Regions from separate parts of the Zea mays genome. Here all the other regions are linked to region 2. Evidence: chromatin contacts called from public Hi-C data. All regions are on one chromosome and are shown on one strand. Each heading gives the region's core, a stretch centred on a gene start, on an enhancer-like site or on the middle of the called end of the contact. The rest is flanking DNA. Distances are from core to core; before and after follow the strand shown. Region 1 holds the start of LOC103636668 (proline-rich receptor-like protein kinase PERK9). Region 2 holds the start of LOC100272648 (putative translation elongation factor family protein). Region 3 holds the start of LOC542209 (NADP malic enzyme 4).

Region 1 (3,614 bases), core at 214-2,713, 150 kb before region 2:
TATATATAATTTAGATTATAATCCAGATTATATAATCTATAAGCTGAAACAAACATGCCCTTAGAGTAAGGCCCCGTTTCAATCTCACGGGATAAACTTTAGCTTCCTACTAAACTTTAGCTATATGAATTGAAGTGCTAAAGTTTAGCTTCAATCACCACCATTAGCTCTCCTGTTTAGATTACAAATAGCTAAAAGTAGCTTAAAAAAAGTTGCTAAAGTTTATCTCGCGAGATTGGAACAGGGCATAAGATTGGTGAGAACGGGGAGCGGGAAAAGAATCCCATGGAATGGAATGGACGGGCAGAGGCTATCTTGTCGTGTTTGCCTTGCCTCCAGCTCCAAGCCCGGCCATGCAGGCGGTGGTCAGCTCAGCTGGCGGAACCACAAATGGATCGGTCGACGAGCGGTCTTCTCGGCAGCTTGTGTTTTCTGGTGCGGTCGAGGCAAAACATTGCAGGAGTAGTAGGAGTAATTAAAGTCAAGCCAATAGCCTACAACATGGTCGGGGCTGATCCATTACGTCCATAAAATAAATAAATAAAAGGAATCTGAAGGTACCTTACGAAAAACAAAACACTGGTCCTTTTTTCTAAAAAACGTAGCCCACCATAATCCAGCCAGCTCTACCCCTCATTCCGCGATACTTTTTTTTACAAATAACCTCTAACAACTATTTCAAATTAACCTGTTGCACGCCTATAGATAACCAAACGGCGGTCTGGCACGGGCCAGACACCATGCCCTGTTAGAAAAAGTGCGGGAGACAATGAGTGAAGATATCTAACTAGTAGAACATCATGCTTAGATATTTTTAATTTGGATATAAATTGTATATATGCATATACGTTTTTTGTAAAATAAAAAATATAATCGTGTCGAGCCGAGTCACACTACAAACCGAGGCTACAGCCCAAGCACGACACACACGTTCTTGGTTCTTGCAAGCAATAGATCGTTTCTGAGATCACATTGGCGTAATTGACTCAATGATGTTTGGGGTTGCTGAATTGGGTGGAGCAACAATGATTTGTCACACTACAGTAAAATGAAAGGTTATTTGTAGGTTTTAAACATTAGTAATTACTACGAAGTAGCATAATTTATATGGAGCACATACAATTTTTATTGATGTCTGACTTTAGTAACCACTCCATATTTTGATCTATCTTTTTATAAGTTTGAGTTTATGTGACTTATTATGTCATTCTATATCTCTGTTCGTTTAGTTAGTCATTGTGAACTTTCTTCTAATCGCTCACTTCATTGGTCGTGTTTTACCAAGACATATTAGATAGAGTAAATAATAACATCAGTTAGCCAAATAAAAAAATATTATATGAAGAGTAGAGACAATCAATAAAAAGTATTGAATTTTTTTTTAAATAGTCTATATAGGTATTGTTGTAAGCGATCGCAACGCACGAGTAACCGACTAATTTTATTTAACTTTTCTGTCTAGCCAAAGTCCGCGCGCCGCCGTCAACTCAACACGGCGGGTTCGTTCGTGCGGCGCCCCCAGAGTCTCCCATGGTTCCACCACCCCGCACCGCGGGGCGGGACGCCGAGTCGCGAGACCAGCTGTGGCCTGTGGGTGCGGTGCGGACCGCCGAGACAGACACTAGCGACAGCTCCCGATGCCCCTCCACCCTCCTCTTCGTAACAATGAGTAAAAAGTAAACTTGTTTTTCCTTCGAAAAAAAGGAGATATAGATAGAGAGAGAGAGAGAGAGAGAGAGAGAAAATTATACCACTCCTCTCTGCTGTCCAAGGCAGGGGCCAGGGGCGGGCGGACAGCGGAGGCAAGAGGCGCGAGCTCGGCCCAAGGCGCTGAGGGAGACAGCCAGCCGCTGCATTGCGCTACTACATTGGCCAGGAGGGCTCGCCGCCGGGGGGAGGCTCGGATCTCGCCGTCTCTGGCCACCCGTACCTGCTGCCGCGTGCTTCACTTGGTGCCGCTTTCCGCGCCTACTGGCGGGCGGCCTCGACTCCAGCGCGGCGTGATCTGGCGCGCGCCACCGACGCCGCTCGCGTGGGGAGGCCTGGATCTTGGCGCGCCGCGAGACCCCGGGGAGGACGGCGACGGCGCGCTCATCAGTCGCCCGCAGTCCGCTGAGCTGCTGCCGACTGCGCCCGGCGGCCGGGAGATCTGGCCGACGGCGCGGCGCTGCAGATCCCGTCCTGCCTGCGCGCGTGGGCACGGCTCACTGCTGCTGTGGAGGCTGTTACGCGCGGTGGTGGTACCGATGGGCTACGGGTACGTGGAACCCTTCCTGCCCCCACAGCAGCAGCAGCAGCAGGGGGGCTACGGGCAACTGCAGGCGCAGCTGGCTCCGCGGCCGCCGGCTTGCCCGTACTCGTCGTCCGCCTCCGCTCCGCCGGTCTCCGCGTCCTACCATTCTTCGCCCCCGCCAACGTCGCCTCCGCCGCTAAGCAGCCCACCTCCGGCGTCCCCTTTACCGGAGCCATCGCCGCCGTCGTCTCCGCCGCCGGCATTGTTGCCTCCTCCGCCGGACGCTCCCCCTCCGTCGCTTCCCCCGTCACCGCTGCCACATCCAACCCCGTCACCGCCTCAAGCCCCGCCGCCCCCGCTGCCGACGGACCAGCCGCGCGTTCAGCCCCGCGTATACCCATCACCGCCACCGCCGTCGCTTCCTCCTCCTCCTCCGCCGCCTCCCACCGTCTCGCCGCCATCGCCGGGTCCATCCAACTCTCCATCGCCGTCGCCGTCGCCTGCTCCAGCTACACAAGCTCCAGCTCCGGCTCCTGCGCGTGTTGCTGCCTATTCGCCTCCCCCGCCAAAAATCGCCCCTCCCCCGCCACCGCACTATCGCGGCAAGTCGCATTACACGCCGCACTCGCCCGTGAAGTCGCATTCGAACTCGACCCATGCAGCTAGCGGCAGCGGCAACAACATCGAGATATCGAGGGAAGCGGCCACCACCATCGTAGCACTGGCCGGTCTCGCTATGCTCAGCTTTATTGGCGCCACCATTTGGTTCGTCAAGAAAAAGCGCCGGCGCATTGAGCCCCCGGCGACACTGCCTACACAGCAACCAGCTCCTCCGCCACCGCCCAACTACATTCCATCTTCGGCTGGATCCTCACTAGCTTCAGGTAACAGCGTGAACACTGGTCTTGTTTTTCAGGCATTTCCCCGTTTTAGACATCAAGCTGGTCCTAATTGTTTGTGCTGGACAGATGGGTTCTACTTGAGATCGCCAGGGTATCCTTTCATGAGGTACAGCACTGGGAGCCGTGGTTTTCCATACTCCCCAGCCGACTCTGGGATTGGGTATTCCCATATGCTCTTCACACCAGAGAATTTGGCAGCTATCACAGATGACTTTGCAGAAGAGAACCTTTTGGGGGAAGGTGGATTTGGGTGCGTGTTCAAGGGCATTTTGCAAGATGGTCGCCCAGTTGCCGTCAAGAAGCTCAAGATTGGGAATGGGCAAGGCGAGCGTGAGTTCAAGGCTGAGGTCGATACTATCAGCAGAGTACATCATAGACATTTGGTTTCTCTAGTAGGCTATTGCACTGCGGAGGGCCAGCGAATGCTTGTTTACGATTTTGTTCCCAACAACACACTTTATTACCACCTCCATGGTGTG
Region 2 (3,420 bases), core at 35-2,534:
TCTTTTATAGACATCCGGACCTGATCCAGCTCGACTGAATTGCACCATCTGATCTAGGCTTCCTCTAGTTATTGAAAACTCAAGGCTCGTTATATACAATCTATATATATTCACAATTTCATCCGAAAACCGATGAAAGAAGGCCCACATGTACTTTTAATTTTGCACTTCGAGAAAATCGATTTTTTTTTAAAAAAACTGCTCCGTAAATTTGGCTATTTGATTTAGCTTTTGGTTTAACGGAGCAAAAGACAAAACCAATAAACACACCCATAAATTATATACACGCAGTTAGAGATGGCAATAGGCCCCGATTTCGATTCACCGTGAGGAATTCCTCCATTAGGGGATGGGGATGAGGAAGGTAAACGGGGACGTGGATGGGGAAACATTCGCCGTCTCCGTTTCCCGCGGGGACCCGTTAAACTTATATATGATGGTGTTTTCATGTAATATATAATGATAAAAATAAATAATCACATTGTTAAGAGATAACTCGTCGTACAAATATGTTTATTTTTTGATGTACACATAATAAGTTCTAACATCTGACAATGTATATAAATGGCAATGTTTTATATTAATAATAAAGAAAGTATGTTATAAGTATAATTTAAGCGGGGACGGGATCCCCGATGGGGATTTATCCCCACGGGGACCGGGGATGGAGAAGAAATACCCATTCAGAGCTTGTTCGGTTATTTTCAATCCATATGGATTGGAGGGGATTGATATGAATTGAGAGAGATTTTGACTTAATAGAGATTGAACCCCCCTCAACCCCTTAGGCCCTGTTCGTTTACATCGGATTGCAACCGGAATTATTCCGGCTAATCAAAGTTTATATAAATTATAGAAGCAATCCGGCTCGGAATCGTTCCGACCCACCAAAACGACACAAACGAACAAGGCCTTAATCTATATGGATTGGGGTAGAACCGAACATGACCTTAAGAGTTTGTGGGGATCCCAGCAATTTTTTTTTTGTCGCAGGGACAAATATAGAAAACCAAAACCAGGGACAGATATAGGAAGCCAAAACCCGAGAGAGATTTCACCGTTGCCATCTTTACGTGCAGTGCAGATAAGGTTACCTCGCGTCGTGACTCGTGAGGCGGTGAGCCTTCTGCCCTGCTGGCTTCTTTCTAGTCACCGCCTTGGAAAGGAGCCAGTGGGCTTACTCAACGGGCCGAATGGTTGCCCGAGAGTGACGAGCAGCCCAGCAGCTGCCCGCCGCTAATCTGCGTCGACAAAACCAGGCGGGTCAGTGGCCGAATATTCGCCCCCGTAGGATATTTCTTCCGCCCTGCGCCAGCTCCGCTGCTATAGATATATCTTTACAGGCTGCCACTAGGGTTTTAGTGCTTCTCTCCCGGCGGCGCCTCCACATCTCGTCTCTCAGATCGGGAGGCGAAACCAAGGTTACTGGCTCTCTCTCCCCTCTTCTCTGGTTGCTAGAGCTAGAGCTAGCTGATCGGTATTTCTAGTTGGCTTCAAGGCGTTTTGGTTCCATCTCACGGTGTCTTGTGTTGATTGGATTGAATCAGAGGTTTTCAATTGCTTGTGGTTCGAATCTGATGTTTGTGTGGGTACTCGAGGTAATTTAGGTGGATTTGGGTTTACTGGCTTCCGACTGTTCTCTCTGTGATTGGTCTGTCCGATCTGTAGAGATAAGATAAGTTGCAGTCCTGGTTCAATCCAGATGTCTTAGATTTCTCGATTCTTCAATTTTTTTTGCGTGTACCAGTTAGTTTGCACCTTATGTTTAAGATGAATCAGGTCTGCTGTGATCCTTGGGTGACACCAATTTGTTAACTCAGATCTGCTGTTTTGCCATGCCTAATTGTAGCTGGTATAGTCTGATTTAGTTCGAACGATTTGTTTTTCTGTTGGTAGGTCTCAGATCCATGTTATGTTTATGATCCGTTTTAGGTGGTAATTGTTATTTTTTTACGGTCCATTTTTTATGCTCAGGACATTAGCATTCATTGATATTTGCTAGTCCAAGTCTACATGAATTTGTTGAGTAATCTATGCTTTCCTTTTTGGAATCTTTGATTTTCATGAAGGCTAGGATCTTCTGCCAGCTGAAATGTTTGTCTAAAATATTTTCTGGTGTTTCCATGTAATTTGATATGCCATTAATGTGATAATCTGTCTGTACAAGTCTATAAGATTGTTTTTGGTTCACAATTGTAATACATATGGTACACCCATCAGTTGTGCCTTAACCAGTTAACATCTACTGTTTCTTGTTCCACTTATCAGTATTAATTCATTCATTATTTTAGAGATTGATCATCGCTTTGATGCTTTCTTAAACAAGTTGTGTAGTTTGATGAGGTTCTACCCTCTGTTCAAAACTAAGATACCTCTTTGCTTCAGTGTGCTTACAATATCTTGTCGAGTGAAATTTAGAATAATTAACCTTGATAAAGTTTCCAATGACTTCCTGAAAGGGTTAATATCTTGTTTCAAACATTAGACAGTTAAATAAATATTTGCTTCTCTTTTGATCCTGACAAATATAGTCCTTGTTGTTCTTTAGTGCAGATGTTAGACTCAAAGTTTGCTGTATTCATGTTCTTTAATTCTTAGCCTTGAATAGGAGTGCATTGAAAACAGCTATCCACATGACTGAACCTTGACTTGTGGCTTCTGTTGGGTTTCAACTCTAACCTACCTCAACTTGCTTGGGACTAAAAGGCATTGCTGTTTTTTTTTTAATTCTGACAAGCATTTTGTAACTTCAACTGCAGGCATACATATACATATTTGTAGTGGTACCATCATAACAAGTAAAGATGGTGAAGTTCACGGCTGAAGAGCTCCGTGCCATCATGGACAAAAAGAACAACATTCGTAATATGTCTGTTATTGCTCATGTGGACCATGGTATGTTCAAAACACTACTTTGTTAGATGTTATATAGTCCTTAATATTTTTGAGCCTCTTTGTTTTTAAAATTTATTTCGTTTTCAATGTTTAAGAGCTAATGCTTTTACTGATGCTGTATTATCTGGTTTGTGCCAAGTTACTTATGGTCACTTGTTCATTCATGGATAAAAAGGCTTACTGTTTTTTCATCTTGTGATGAATGTATTGCTTTTCTAGGTATTATCATCGGTAATATTATCTGTTAGTAGCGAGGGATTTGCAATTTTGCCACTTAGAGCTTTGTTCTCTTTGGTATTATGCCACTGCGTCTATGGTTTCTGGGTTCATCTATGTCTACGGTTTGTGGACCCGATGGGAAATTAACTAAGCCCAACATTCTAAGTGGCAAATTTGCAAATCCCTTTGTATTTTTGGGACTTCAAACAATGTGCTTCAGACTTTTGCCATTCGTAACATTGACTTCGTAAAAAATAAGACTCAAAACATGTCACACTTGGTTTCAATGCCGTTTTGGATATTTCT
Region 3 (3,683 bases), core at 382-2,881, 150 kb after region 2:
TACTTTCTGACTTTAATTCAATTCTGATTTGCCACAAAGGGAATTCATATTCACATCTAGATTCATGTCTTGATCTTCAATTTAAAATTTCTCTGCTCTTTGGATGTATTAGAGGACATTCATGATCCATACACAAGGTATTTGCTTATACTTAGTGCCATTACCGATCCAACACAATGACACATATAGTGTCTACCTTTCGTGTTATCTTCATGGTGTATCGACATGATTTTTTCTCCCTCTCATCCTTAGGTTCTTATAGGTCTAGGTTCTTCACAAATAATTGGCCAATTAATAGCATTTTCATAATACACATTTTTATATTGAACCCCTTTCAACATGATAAGGTATATATTTCAAATATTCACTTAAGCATGCCTCAAGCTATATGGCTAAGCTGTGGTTTGCTCATACTTCAAGTATGGTTGCTTCTGTTCATCATTCTTTCAATACTTGCAGTAATTTTTCAAAGTTACACTATGCATTAATTCTATTTGCCTTTCCTAGGTTATGGGCAACCGTGGTGCAACACGACAAAGATGCATATGCAACACGACTGGGTGAGAATGGCATGAAGCGAGGGAAGGGGTGAACCTTATATGCTATTTGATTCACATATTTGTAACATAACAGGTAACTGGTAACGTTAAACTATATTTGTTTAAGTCCAATGTAATAAAGTAACACACTAAAAATTGATATCGATATATTCAAACTTTGTTACTGCTGGTACTCGAGCGTGAATCATAATTGTTGTCATTTACGTTGCATTTCGTGAACCAAACAACACCTTAATGTGAGTTTATAACGCAATTCACAAATATCAGGACATGTATGACAAGTTGACAACTCAAAACAAGGACAGAATTAGTAACTTAAAATAAGTCTACAGCGCCGAGCATGCAATTTAAATACTAACTCAGAATAAGTTTAGAAAGGTAAATATGTTATTTAAAAATATAGGGACCCGAGATAAGAATTTAGGACAAGCTCAATGATCGCCCAAAAAATCCAAGAAAAAACTCTAAAGTTAAACTTCTCAGAAAATTGTAAAAATATTTATATATAATAATTTAGCTAAGAAAAGGTCTTTGTAAAATTTAGATATTGCTTTATTACTATTGCGACTGTTTAAAAAATAAATATAAAATTAATAATAGTAATTATAAGAAAAAATACTTAACTTTCTTAATAAAATCAATAAAATTTCAGTAGTTTAGTAATATTGTTATTTAGCTCTAGTAAAAAATAATCTTAAAGATAAAAAATAAATTAGAGACAAAAATATTAAAATATTTTTATATAGTTTTTTAATAAAATAAGCTATTACTTCTAAAATTACAGAAAATTAGAGTAAATACAGTATCTAATTATCTATTGTAAAATTATATAAAGTTTAGTCGCTAGTAGAAGACAGAATTAAAAAAAGACAAAATTGATACTATTTATTAATGTCACATTAAAATTGTTTAGAGGGTTATCTATCTGATTTTGTAAAAGTTTTAAACAGCCAGTTTTGAAAAATCAGAGGGCAAGACATTCTAGAGCCGGCCTACCGCGGGGTACGTGGCGACACCTCTCCTGCAACGTGTCCGGCGCGGACGACAGGCATCGCCGTCGCCGTCACCCAATGGCCTCGGTGTCCGTCGTGCTGCTACAGCGCTCCTCCTCGCGCGTCCGAGGATATATACGGCTCCAGCGCATCGCCAGCTCTTCAGTTACGTTGGTTTTGGAGGGCGAGGGGCATTGGTGGTGGAGCAACAGCCGCGGCCGCGACGAGAGGTTTGGCGCAAGAACGGTGCACCATATGGCGGGATCAGTAGAGGGGGAAAACGGCGGCGTGCCGGTGGGTGGTCAAGTTGCGATGGCGCCGGGCGTGGTGACCGGCGGTGTGGAGGATGCCTATGGCGAGGACCGCGCGACCGAGGACCAGACTGTCACACCGTGGGCCGTCTGCATCGCAAGGTATGCGGGTTTCATTCTGCTGCTCAGGTATCCTCTGATTCTACTGTAAATATTAAGATGACCACGTATCGGATGAACTCTGAAGTTGAGATTCCTTTCGATGTACCTGTCCATTTCATCATGTGTCACATTCATATACGAAAATCGTGGAGTAATCTAGTCATGAACTTGGACGAAACTCAACTGGTGTTGTTCTGATGTATGCATGACTTCAAGACTGTGATGTTTTGTCATTACCGGGATTTCAGTGGTCACTCCCTGCTGAGGGATCCAAGGCACAACAAAGGGCTCTCTTTCACGGAGAAAGAGCGGGACACGCACTACCTGCGAGGATTATTGCCTCCGGTAGTGCTATCTCAGGACCTCCAGGTCTGGTACTTCTACTTTCTTACCTGCCTTTCTCTCGTTGGCAGTTGATGATTTCACTCACTGAAGCGTGTCATCTTCTACAGGAGAAGAGGATGTTGCAGAATGTTAGGCAGTTCCAGGTCCCGTTGCAGCGCTACACTGCGCTAATGGACCTTCAGGTAAGCCCATCAGACTTATCCAAGAGAAAATTTGTGTTCACAAAGTTGCAGCTAGCCAAATTATATTTTCAGTCTCTAGTGCTTTTGTTTTGTTGAACGATGCATTTGTTTTCCAGGAGAGAAATGAGAGGCTATTTTACAAGCTCTTGATTGACAATGTCGAAGAACTGCTTCCTGTTGTGTATACACCAACAGTGGGGGAAGCTTGCCAGAAGTATGGGTCGATCTTCAGACGACCGCAGGGTTTATACATCAGCCTCAAGGAGAAGTGTGTAGTCCCTCCACCTCTCCTCACAGTAATTGCTTATATCTGCTGAGAGCCTTAAAGGATTAAGGGTGCTTATGATGTGCTTTAATGCTAGGGGAAGGATCTTGGAGGTACTGAGGAACTGGACAGAGAAGAGTATTCAGGTTATTGTGGTCACTGATGGTGAGCGCATTTTAGGCCTGGGAGATCTTGGTTGCCAGGTTAGTTTATTGTCCAGCCATTTTTGCTCTGTCAGGAATCATTTGTGCATCTGAATTTTTGGCTAAGTGTAGAGTTTGTTGCTTATAATGTTCTCTGTGTGAAATGTGCATAGGGCATGGGAATTCCTGTGGGGAAGCTTGCACTGTATACTGCTCTTGGAGGTGTACGGCCATCCGCTGTGAGCTTTAACATGTGAATATACAGTTTTAAATTAGTCTATGTGAGCATACAGTTTTTTATTAGCAGTCTCATGATGTAATATTCTCCTCCATGTTGATTCATAGTGCTTACCTATTACCATTGATGTGGGAACAAATAATGAAGACCTACTGAAGGATGAATTCTACATTGGCTTAAAGCAAAGAAGAGCAACTGGCCAGGTTCCATGCTACTTGTATTGGCTATGCTCGTTCAATTATCATGATTCATGTTAACCTTTTTGATTGTGGATTCCAATTGCTTATATCCATTTTCTGAATCAGGAATACTCTGAATTTCTGGATGAGTTTATGGCCGCAGTTAGGCAGAACTATGGACAAAAAGTTCTTGTCCAGGTATGGAAAATAATTGAAAATAAACTATTTGTTTCCTAACGAACTGTAGCAGACCACTTTCTAAAATTTGTTTGGCCTCACAGTTTGAGGACTTTGCAAACCACAATGCATTTACACTTCTTGAGAAGTACAGGACAAACCATCTTGTATTTAATGATGATATCCAGG

Evidence for each region. Hi-C and Micro-C count contacts between places; a contact is called where the count stands out from the background.
Region 1: a contact with region 2 is called in a Hi-C map of tassel, with 4 times the contacts expected there. The contact joins the promoter of LOC103636668 here to the promoter of LOC100272648 in region 2. A contact is called at or near these places in 6 of 25 Hi-C or Micro-C datasets (bundle sheath, ear, leaf and 2 more).
Region 3: a contact with region 2 is called in a Hi-C map of leaf, with 9 times the contacts expected there. The contact joins the promoter of LOC542209 here to the promoter of LOC100272648 in region 2. A contact is called at or near these places in 4 of 25 Hi-C or Micro-C datasets (all in leaf).

Annotation. Positions count from the first base shown.
Region 1 is chr8:181,879,082-181,882,695 of Zm-B73-REFERENCE-NAM-5.0, reverse strand. LOC103636668 (proline-rich receptor-like protein kinase PERK9) reads left to right here and starts at 1,463. Exons shown (of 8, transcript XM_008659022.4): 1 at 1,463-3,117; 2 at 3,202-3,609. The coding sequence starts at 2,247.
Region 2 is chr8:181,728,086-181,731,505 of Zm-B73-REFERENCE-NAM-5.0, reverse strand. LOC100272648 (putative translation elongation factor family protein) reads left to right here and starts at 1,284. Exons shown (of 3, transcript NM_001359665.1): 1 at 1,284-1,421; 2 at 2,760-2,895. The coding sequence starts at 2,805.
Region 3 is chr8:181,576,034-181,579,716 of Zm-B73-REFERENCE-NAM-5.0, reverse strand. It overlaps LOC542209 (NADP malic enzyme 4), which reads left to right and starts at 1,631. Exons shown (of 19, transcript NM_001111822.1): 1 at 1,631-1,965; 2 at 2,214-2,334; 3 at 2,418-2,492; 4 at 2,609-2,760; 5 at 2,855-2,960; 6 at 3,074-3,139; 7 at 3,246-3,341; 8 at 3,444-3,515; 9 at 3,599-3,682. The coding sequence starts at 1,631.